3 separate regions of the Sus scrofa genome follow, and regions 2 and 3 are each linked to region 1. Evidence: chromatin contacts called from public HiChIP or PLAC-seq data. All regions are on one chromosome and are shown on one strand. Each heading gives the region's core, a stretch centred on a gene start, on an enhancer-like site or on the middle of the called end of the contact. The rest is flanking DNA. Distances are from core to core; before and after follow the strand shown.

Region 1 (2,700 bases), core at 186-2,685:
CGGCTGTCCCCGGGTGACCCAGGCTATTTCAACAACTGTCCGACCAAAAATAAATGTCAGTGTTGCTTACTTTAGGATTATTAAGATGGACCTCACCAAATTGTCCATTTTAATGAGGTCACTCGATATCTGTTGCCTTTTTATTTATTCCACAAATATTGACCAGGTTGGGCTTTTAAAAATATTAGTGTTCAAGTTTTCATATGTTTCTTCAGCTTAAAAAAATTCCCATTTAAAAAAACCTCTGCATATTCTTATTACCATTTTGTGTGTGTGTATGCAATCGGTGATTTCAGAACCTGCCAGAGGTTCTGGACCCAGGTCTCACTGACATTCTAGAAAAGGCTTCAGCTCAGTCACATATAAGAACATAGACCATTTATTCCCTCAAAAAAAAAAAAAGTGTTCCCACATTTGAGAGTAGTGCACCTCACGTTTGACCCAGTATCTTTTTAAAACATGGACAGGATTATTCTCAGCACCTGCTTCAGGGGCCCGGGTGTCGTGTGTGTCGACTGGTTGTGGTGGCCCTGTTTAGATTTGGTTTCTGGGACTCTGGAAACAGAGCTTTCCTTTGGCAAGATAGGGAAAAAAGAGGGAAAGACAGGAAAGGAAAAACTGCCCCCATCTAGGCCTGTGAGGGGAAGAGACTCTGCAAGTATGTTTGTTACGTGCTAATCACTCGCTGTATCTTGAAACGTCGTTGTGCAACCTGTTAGCCGGGAAAGCCCTGTAGCAGCGCTAACAGCATCTCTCCGTTAAGGGAAACTCAACGAGGCCGGAGCTCCCTCTTCTCATCCTCCCCACCCCCCCAGCCCCCTCCTCGCTGCCTTGGGCACGCCCCCCCCCCGACCTGGCAGCCTCCCCCACAAAGGAGGGGCAACCCTGGTGTGATGGGGACCCGCTCTGCCGGGACCAGCATGCCTTCATCCGGCCCATCGTGCGCCGTGCGGGCTGTGACATCGCCGCCAAACGCCTCTGTCCCCTCCTCCTGACACTCAGACACTTGAGTGGAGAACATTTCTGTCCCCGTCCCTGAGGAGCCCTCCACGTTGTCGCTCCCGCTCACGCCCTGTCCCCGGCGCACAGGCGGTGGGGAGACGGGGACGCCCAGGCCGGAGGCGCGGAAGGCAGAGGCCCGGCGGCGGCAGCGTGAGACGCAGCGGGCTTTGCTGCCACCTGCCGCCGGGACGGCGCCTAGCAGCCCGGCCCGTGCAGGCCTCGAGGGGATGGGGCCGGGACGCGGGCCTTCGCGTGCTGGGCCCCCCAGGGAACCGCCCCACCCCCGCCCCCCGCGACCCCTGGCACAAGTTGACGCAGGGCTGGAGGCTTTGTGCCACCGCGGGTCGAGAAGCCCGTCGTCACTCTCTGTCGTCTGCCTTTTCCAGTTCTTCTGACCAAAACGCAATCGGAGCCCTCCCTGAGCTGCCGAGGTACCGTGAGCCCCGCGCTGTCCTGCCAGGCTGCCCTCTGCATGGCTCTGGGCTGCGGCCATGCACGGAGTGACCCCAGGGCATGTGGGGGTGGCACCTCCTGGGGGGGGATGTCTTGCCAGGCTGAAATGAGGTTGTGGTTTGATTCCCTGAACCTCTGGTTGGCTAAGCCAGGAATGTCCCTCGTGTGAAGATTTGCTGTGTGGCCCTGATGGGTGAGAAAGGAAGCGGGTTGCTGTGGAAAACAGGGCCTTTATGAACATAGAACTTGAGGGCAGCGGGGACGTGGTACATGCGGGAAAGGCGTCCTTTCCTTCCTGCTGCCTGCGCCGCCCTGTCCTGACCTGCCCCCAGCTCTGTCCCGCCTGCTGCAGGATTTGGGGACAGTGTGGATGGTGGTGAAATCTGACCTTTTATGTCATAAACAAGCATGTCAATGATCAGTCCAGATTTTGCTTTTATTTCTTATAAATTACATAATGCATACACATATGCATGCACATATTTACATAAGTATGTATGTTCACACATATATATTGGGATTTATATAAACCTTTGGGATCACACACACACGCGCGCAAGTGCACTCCAAGGGGGTCCTTGAACTCACACTGAGTGTTTGTATTTTACAGAAATTTCTGTCCATGTTTGTTAAAGTGTTTAAGAATAGACTTTGTTTCTAGAAAAAAAAAATAATGCAGGGGCGTAATCTCCAGAATATACAAACAGCTCATGCAGCTCAATATCCAAAAAACAAGCAACTCAATCAAAAAATGGGCAGAAGACCTAAAGAGACATTTTCCAAAGAAGACAGACAGCTGGCCAATAGGCACATGCAAAGATCCTCCATATTGCTAATTATTAGAGAAATGCAAACCAAAACGACACTGAAGCATCACCTCACCCCCGTCAGAATGGCCAGCATCAAAAAGTCTGCAAATAAGAAATTCTGGAGAGGACGTGGAGAAAAGGAAACCCTCCTACACTGTTGGCGGGAATGGAGGTTCCCTTACAAAAGTAAAAGCAGAGCTGTCATATGATGCAGCAGTCCCACTTCTGGGCACATAGCCAGAGAAAAAGCTGAATTCCAAAAGATAAATGCACCCTTATGTTCCTAGCAGCCCTGCTTACATTTGCCAAGACTTGGAAGCAACCTAACTGTCTATCACCAGACAAATGGAAACGATGCAGGATGTTTACACAATGAAAGGTCACTCGGCCGTCAAAAGAATGAGATCACGCCCTTTGCAACAACACGGAGGGACCT
Region 2 (3,054 bases), core at 307-2,806, 310 kb after region 1:
GACCTCAGGGGCCAGGTGGGCTCCTGCGGCTTGGGTCTCACCTGCTGGGGGATGCTTCCTGCAGGAGACCCCTGAGCCTGGAACAGTCCGCCAGCCGTGTGGGGTGTAGACGTCTGGCGTGTATTTACCTGGTGGCCTGGGTGTGATCTGCTTGGTGGGCCTTTTTCCAGGAAACTAACAGACTGGGAGCTCAGCAGCTTCCAGAGAGTTTGGGGCCCTGCCTGGCTGTCTGACCTTCTGGAAAATTCTACAGATGATTTAAAGAGGCTGATGCCTCCGCTTTCCATATACTCAGCTAACGCGGACTGGCCGCCTGTCGTGTGCAGGCTGTGAAATTAGGCGGGGAGGCAAAGATGAGAGAACGTCCAGGCTCAGCCTCTAGAAATTCAAGGTTAATGACAAAGAGTTATGTGTACCGGGGGCACAGTGGTTAAGGATCCAGGGCTGTCACGGCAGTGGCTTCGGTCGCTGCTGGGGCACAGGTTCGATCCCTAGCCCAGGAACTTCTGCATGCCTCAGGTGTGGCCAAAAAAAAAAAAAAAGAAGAAAAGAAAATGAAATGAAAACTCCAAGCTTAGTGAGCAAAAACACTGAAAAAAATTAAAGTCACAACGTCCCAGGGAAGCAGTGTGTCCACCCTGGAGCTGGACGAACTCCCCGCTCCATCGTGGTGGCTGAGTGACCCTCTGCCTCGGCTTCTTCATCTGAAACCTTAAAAATGCCTACGTGGCTGGTTGGGTAGGAAGATTAGGAAGCACTCGAGCTGCAAGGTGTGCCTGGCGTAAGATCTGGTGCTTCGTAGCTGCTCAAGAAATGGCAGCGGCTGTGCCGTCCTCATGAGCACATGCAGTGCCATGTGCAGAGAGAGTGGCAAAATCAACCCCCTCTCTCACGAGTCCCGAGTGCGCAACCTCCCTCTGTGCTGGTCCCACCAGAATTCGGGTCCGCATCAAGACCCGAATTCCGAGAGATGCTCCTGAGTCTTCCTTCGCCTGGGGCGTGATTCGGAGGCTGCCCCTTAGAGTGTGCTGTTCTTTCTCTGGGTTGACAAGCCGTCATCATGAGATGACTCGTAAGCCCCCGACTCTGTTTATTCCCTGGCCCGACTCAGTGAGCTGGATTCAGCGAGAAGCCAGCTGAGTCCCAGGAACCTTTGTTCACAGACCGAAGCCCCCGGGGTCCTGCTCAGCAGATGCCAGAGGAGCAGATCTCAGCCCTCCCGGCCCCGCCTGCCCCATCCCAGACGCCCCGTCTTTTCCGTTCAGCCCACTGTCCGTGCACATCCTGGAAAGACAGCGGCCTCTCCCGGGCCTCGTGCCTCTGGGAGAGGCGCCCTTTCCTGGAATCGCCCGGTACGTCCTCTGGTAAGGACTTCCCCATCCCGATGCCTGAGAAATGGGGCTCTTGGTAGAGCAGTGCCCTCTGCCTGACTGTCCTGACTTATGTAAACAGCGGGCTCGTAAAATCCTTCTCTCCTGCCAAGTCGTGAGCACGGCTGTCCTGGGACAGCGTCCGGCCTCTGGGGATTTGGCTGCTCTGGACCCTTCATCAGCTCCTCCAAGGCAGCTTCATCTGAGGACACGCCCTGTCCTCGGTACCGCCGCTGCTACCCCGTGTCCCTAAGCCCTCTTGCATGGGGCTCTGCTGGGGTTCCCCTCGGGCGGCCTGAGGTCACCCCTTTCTGCCAGGAGCCCAGCGTCTCTTCAGGATGTCCCCACCCCCACCTCCTGCAGCAGAGGAGGTCCTGGCTTCTTCCTGCAGGGCATCAGTGCTCCAGAGCTGGTGGCAGTTCCATCTCCTTCTGGCAGCTTTACGCTTCGCATGGGACCGTCCTCCTGCAGAGCTGGCTGCTAGACCTCATTACTTCCAGGCAGTGGGACTCTTGTCTCTCTCATGAACGTCTGTAGCTCCACGACCGGACACCACATCAGAGGCAGCTGGTGCTCCGGGAGTGTTTGTTGAGGGAAGAAGACTGTGGGGTACCGTCAGGTAGCATTTATGGAGGTAAATCCACGGAGTCCGAGAGGTTCGTGTTGAACAGGATGGATGATCAGACTCCCCGGTTTCTAATTTCCCTTTAAACAATGGCCTGTTTGCCAGCGCGGTGCCGGGAGCGACAGGCTTTTGGGCTGTGCCTTGGATTTTCCTTGTTCACTTCCAGGGCTCTTGGACTCATGTTTAGGATTCACAGAAAATGAGAACCTTCCAGAATGATAGGTTATTTGCATGGTTTCTTGCACCCAGTTGGCCTGATGTCCTAGAAGAATTGGGACTCCAAATCAGAAGGTTAGGAAGAAGCAGATTAAATCGCGCAGGAAGGCCGGACAAAGATGCAGTCTTTTGCCGACTTGAGTGATGTTTGGCGAGTGTAGCCCTGTCCCCTCTCCCCGCCCCGCTGTCCCTTCACGGCCCAGATGAAGATCACACAGCTGAATCTGGGCTCTCCTCTGCCATCTGCAGCCCAGGTCCTTGGTCCTTGCTTGGCAGGTGTAACTTTTTGGTCCCGGGAACTCCTTTCCTGTGTTGGGTTTGCTCCAAGGCGCAGGCCACAGATAGTCTTCAAAGACCGGAAAGAAACTTCTGTGATGTCCAGGTCCTTCCTGGCAGCAGGGAGGCAGGACAAAATCCAAGGAAGAGGGAAACTTACCGTCTTTGCTCAGCCGTGGTCACTGCGAGCAGATGCCAGTTCTTGAAATCAGTGAATGGAGTCACGGAGGGGAATGAGTATTTCTCTAGACCACGCGGCACTCAAGGGAATCTCCTGGCAATCGGAGTCCGCGTGATCCAGCACGACCTTCCTTTCCTGCTGGTTTGTCCCGGTGGTGGAGGTGGCTTGTGTGGCTGCCGGGCCGTCTGCCTTGACCCTGATCTACCCTGCACGTGGTGACACGCCCTCCCTTCCATGTGTTGAAGCCTCCTGGGTGGTCCTGGACCTGGTGGAGAGACGGAGCCTGGCCTCTCCCCTGAGCATAGTTGCAATCACATCCTCCACTGAGGGCCGGGCCCCGCACGAGCCATGGGAGCGGGAACGCCTTATCAGAGGATGCGGACTGG
Region 3 (2,700 bases), core at 150-2,649, 350 kb after region 1:
CGGACCCAGTGCAAAGTGCTCCTTTGGCAGCTGTGGGCTTTGGAGGCGCGCAGAGGCTTTATGTGTCCGTAACAGATGTGGGCTCTGCAGCCCCTCCGTGCCCCCAGTTCGAGGTGGCTCGTGTGCTTGGCGGCGTTCTTGGTTTTCTGTCTTGGGGTTGGTTTCACCTGCGGTCCGCCGGCCCTGGTGAGGTTGGGAGGCAGCTGGGCAGCTCTGCGCCAGAGGCAGCGAGGGCAGTGCGCGATGCGGGGTCCTGTCCCAGGAGCCTGTGTCCCTCTGTGTCCCTGTCCCAGGCCTGCAGCCCGGGCCCCGCTTCCCCCACCCCCACCCCCACCCCCAGCAGGTCCTGCCAGCTGGCGGCTCTGGGAGTCTGAAAGCCGGGGACATGGCCGTGTGACAAAGCACATCTTAGATTTTAATACTCGCTCACACTATATATAGCCCTCTGGGGCCTGGCCTCGGGGCAACAGAGAAGCGAGGAGAGCGTTTAACGCAAAGTGCAGCGGGGCCGAGAAGAAGGTTTAAAACTGGTGCCACAGCTGACGGGGGGGCAGGCAAAGGCCCGGAGAGGCGGGAGGTGCACTCGCGTGTAACTTCGGCCTCCTAGAGAAGGGGGTGTCCCTGTCATCGCGGATAAGCTCGCTTAGCAGCTGGGGAAGGAAGGAGAATGGGGGACCCGCAGGCGCGGGAAGCTGCGCTGGCGCACGCGTAGGAGACGCGTGGGTAACACCGTCCCCATGTGTGGAAGGAATTGTGTGAATTCGTGTGTATTTTCCACATTCGTTCTTCTTTTATATTAAAGGCATTTGTTCTTACAGAGTTTTTATCTAGAGGCCATGGGGTTTGTTTTCAGACTCAGTCGTGTCCGCTGAACCTGAAGATTCAGGGTTTTGGAGCCGTAGACCTGTCACCGAGTGAAACACAAACTCCGGAAAAGACAGGGGGGGGGTTTGAAGGTGGATGTGGGTCGGAAGCAGGTCCCTCAGTCCTGATCCAGCCCGGGGGGGGGGGCGCCGACTAGGAGGTGACGTGCTGGGCAGGAGCGGTGACCCTGCCCCCCGGAGAGCTCTGTTCCCGGGCCGCGCCTGCCTTCCCGCCAGCTGCGTGAGCTCTGAGTCAGCTGGGGACAGTCTTTGTGGGAAGGTGCCACCCTTGTGGGACCACATCCCAGCACCTCGCCCTCTCCTGCCAGACACCTCGCTGTGGAAATAAACACTCAAAACCACCAGGAAAAGGACAGAGAGCACGCTGGAGCCAGGCCTTGGGACCAGCTGACACTCGGGCCACAGGTGCACCAGCTCCCAAGTTGCACGTGGCAGCAGGTTGCAGGGCTGCAGGATTCTAGGAGGTTTGGCAGAGGCCGAGTGCAGAGAACACACGTGCTCAGGCTGAGCGTCCTGCTCCTGGTTCGCTGCCCCGGGAGAAAGCGAGCCCGGATTCTTCTGGAGTATCGGTCTGAGCCGCGTGTTGTGGTCATGCTGTCATCACCTCCTCCCGGGGCAGGAGCGCCGGTGGGGAAGGATTGCATCAGGCCCGGGCCGGGGCCTGATTGGTCCCCAGCGGCTGGGTTCCCTGCGGAGCCGAGTAGGAACGTCCCCACTGCCCAGACCGCCTGCCCGCCAGGGTCCGTCCCCACCGCGGCCGTCTGGAGGGGGCCCTGCCTGCCCGGGACAGTTGGGAGAGGCTGGGGACAAACTCCCCTTCGAGAGGCAGTCCCGGTTTAAAATGCCGACTTGCTCCTCTGACTGCCTTTTCCGAGCTGTTGAGGTAAGATTTTTTTTAGGCCTCTCACGTTCCCCTAAAGGCTGCAGCCCCGTTGCTTTTGTGGCTGGGCAGGGGGGTTTGGGGTCCTCTGGATTTCGGCTTGGCCAGCATCCCCTGGCCTGGGTGCTGCTCGTAGGGGACGGCTTTGAGCAGTACGGGGGAGATGGAGCCTGCGTGTCATTTCGAAGGGGAAGTGGCCAGAGAATGTCGTGACTGCCCTTACTCTGCCCTTCTTCTGCGTGTTTTGTGCTTCGGCAAAGTCACATCGCCTTCCTAAGCCCCAGTGAACACGAGGTGGGGGGGGGCAGGAGGGGGCAGTGGGTACACTGGGGACCTAGGAAGAGAGACCTGCTGGACAAAGTTGGGATTTCTGCAGGCTTCAGTTGCTTTGTTTCTACAGTTGGTTCACCTGCAAAGCACCCAATCCCAAAACCGCCAGCAGGACTTCCCAAGACAGGCTATGGAGAAGCAGCCCACACCCCAGCTGGCCAGTGTCCCCGAGATACCCTGACCCTGGGCAGTGTAGTAATCCCGCCTGCTCTGGGCGGGGGTGCGGATGGGCGTGTCCTCAGACCCACGGCCTTCGGGTCGCCTGCTGCCTGGAAGCACAGTTATGCATGTGTGGGAGCCCTGCTGCCTATGCTTGTTTCTGTTTTCTTTCGTGTTAGTGTTTATTTCTGAAAACCCAGAGTTGTTCATCTGTAGGTGTCCCCTTCTTGTGTTGCAGGATGTTAAAGTCTTTAGTGAAGATGGGACGTGCAAAGTGGTGGAGATTCTGGCGGACATGACAGCCAGGGACCTGTGCCAGTTGCTGGTTTATAGAAGTCATTGTGTGGATGACAACAGCTGGACGCTGGTGGAGCACCACCCGCATCTGGGATTAGGTAGGGAGCAACCCCAGGGAGGGGCAGCACCAGGGAGGGAGCAGCACTAGGG

The links. HiChIP or PLAC-seq counts read pairs in DNA pulled down with a chosen protein or histone mark.
Region 2: an H3K27ac HiChIP or PLAC-seq map of skeletal muscle shows a contact between it and region 1. The contact joins two enhancer-like sites. A contact is called at or near these places in 2 of 47 Hi-C or Micro-C datasets (fetal heart ventricle and heart right ventricle) and 1 of 2 datasets of contacts at active chromatin or transcription factors (skeletal muscle).
Region 3: an H3K27ac HiChIP or PLAC-seq map of skeletal muscle shows a contact between it and region 1. The contact joins two enhancer-like sites.

Annotation. Positions count from the first base shown.
Region 1 is chr9:136,965,481-136,968,180 of Sscrofa11.1, reverse strand. All of the region lies in intron 4 of COBL (protein cordon-bleu), which reads left to right. Among named protein-coding and RNA genes, the nearest start is that of COBL, 88 kb to the left of the region's middle. Within about 2 kb of position 1,435, at least 19 of the 83 cell types and tissues checked have an H3K27ac peak or open chromatin away from gene starts, as enhancers often do. A contact at or near this core is called in skeletal muscle, where this site is marked.
Region 2 is chr9:136,655,388-136,658,441 of Sscrofa11.1, reverse strand. All of the region lies in intron 5 of GRB10 (growth factor receptor bound protein 10), which reads left to right. Among named protein-coding and RNA genes, the nearest start is that of GRB10, 86 kb to the left of the region's middle. Within about 2 kb of position 1,556, at least 4 of the 83 cell types and tissues checked have an H3K27ac peak or open chromatin away from gene starts, as enhancers often do. A contact at or near this core is called in skeletal muscle, where this site is marked.
Region 3 is chr9:136,618,115-136,620,814 of Sscrofa11.1, reverse strand. GRB10 (growth factor receptor bound protein 10) reads left to right here. Exons shown (of 19, transcript NM_001134965.1): 8 at 2,492-2,648. Among named protein-coding and RNA genes, the nearest start is that of DDC, 48 kb to the right of the region's middle. Within about 2 kb of position 1,399, at least 6 of the 83 cell types and tissues checked have an H3K27ac peak or open chromatin away from gene starts, as enhancers often do. A contact at or near this core is called in skeletal muscle, where this site is marked.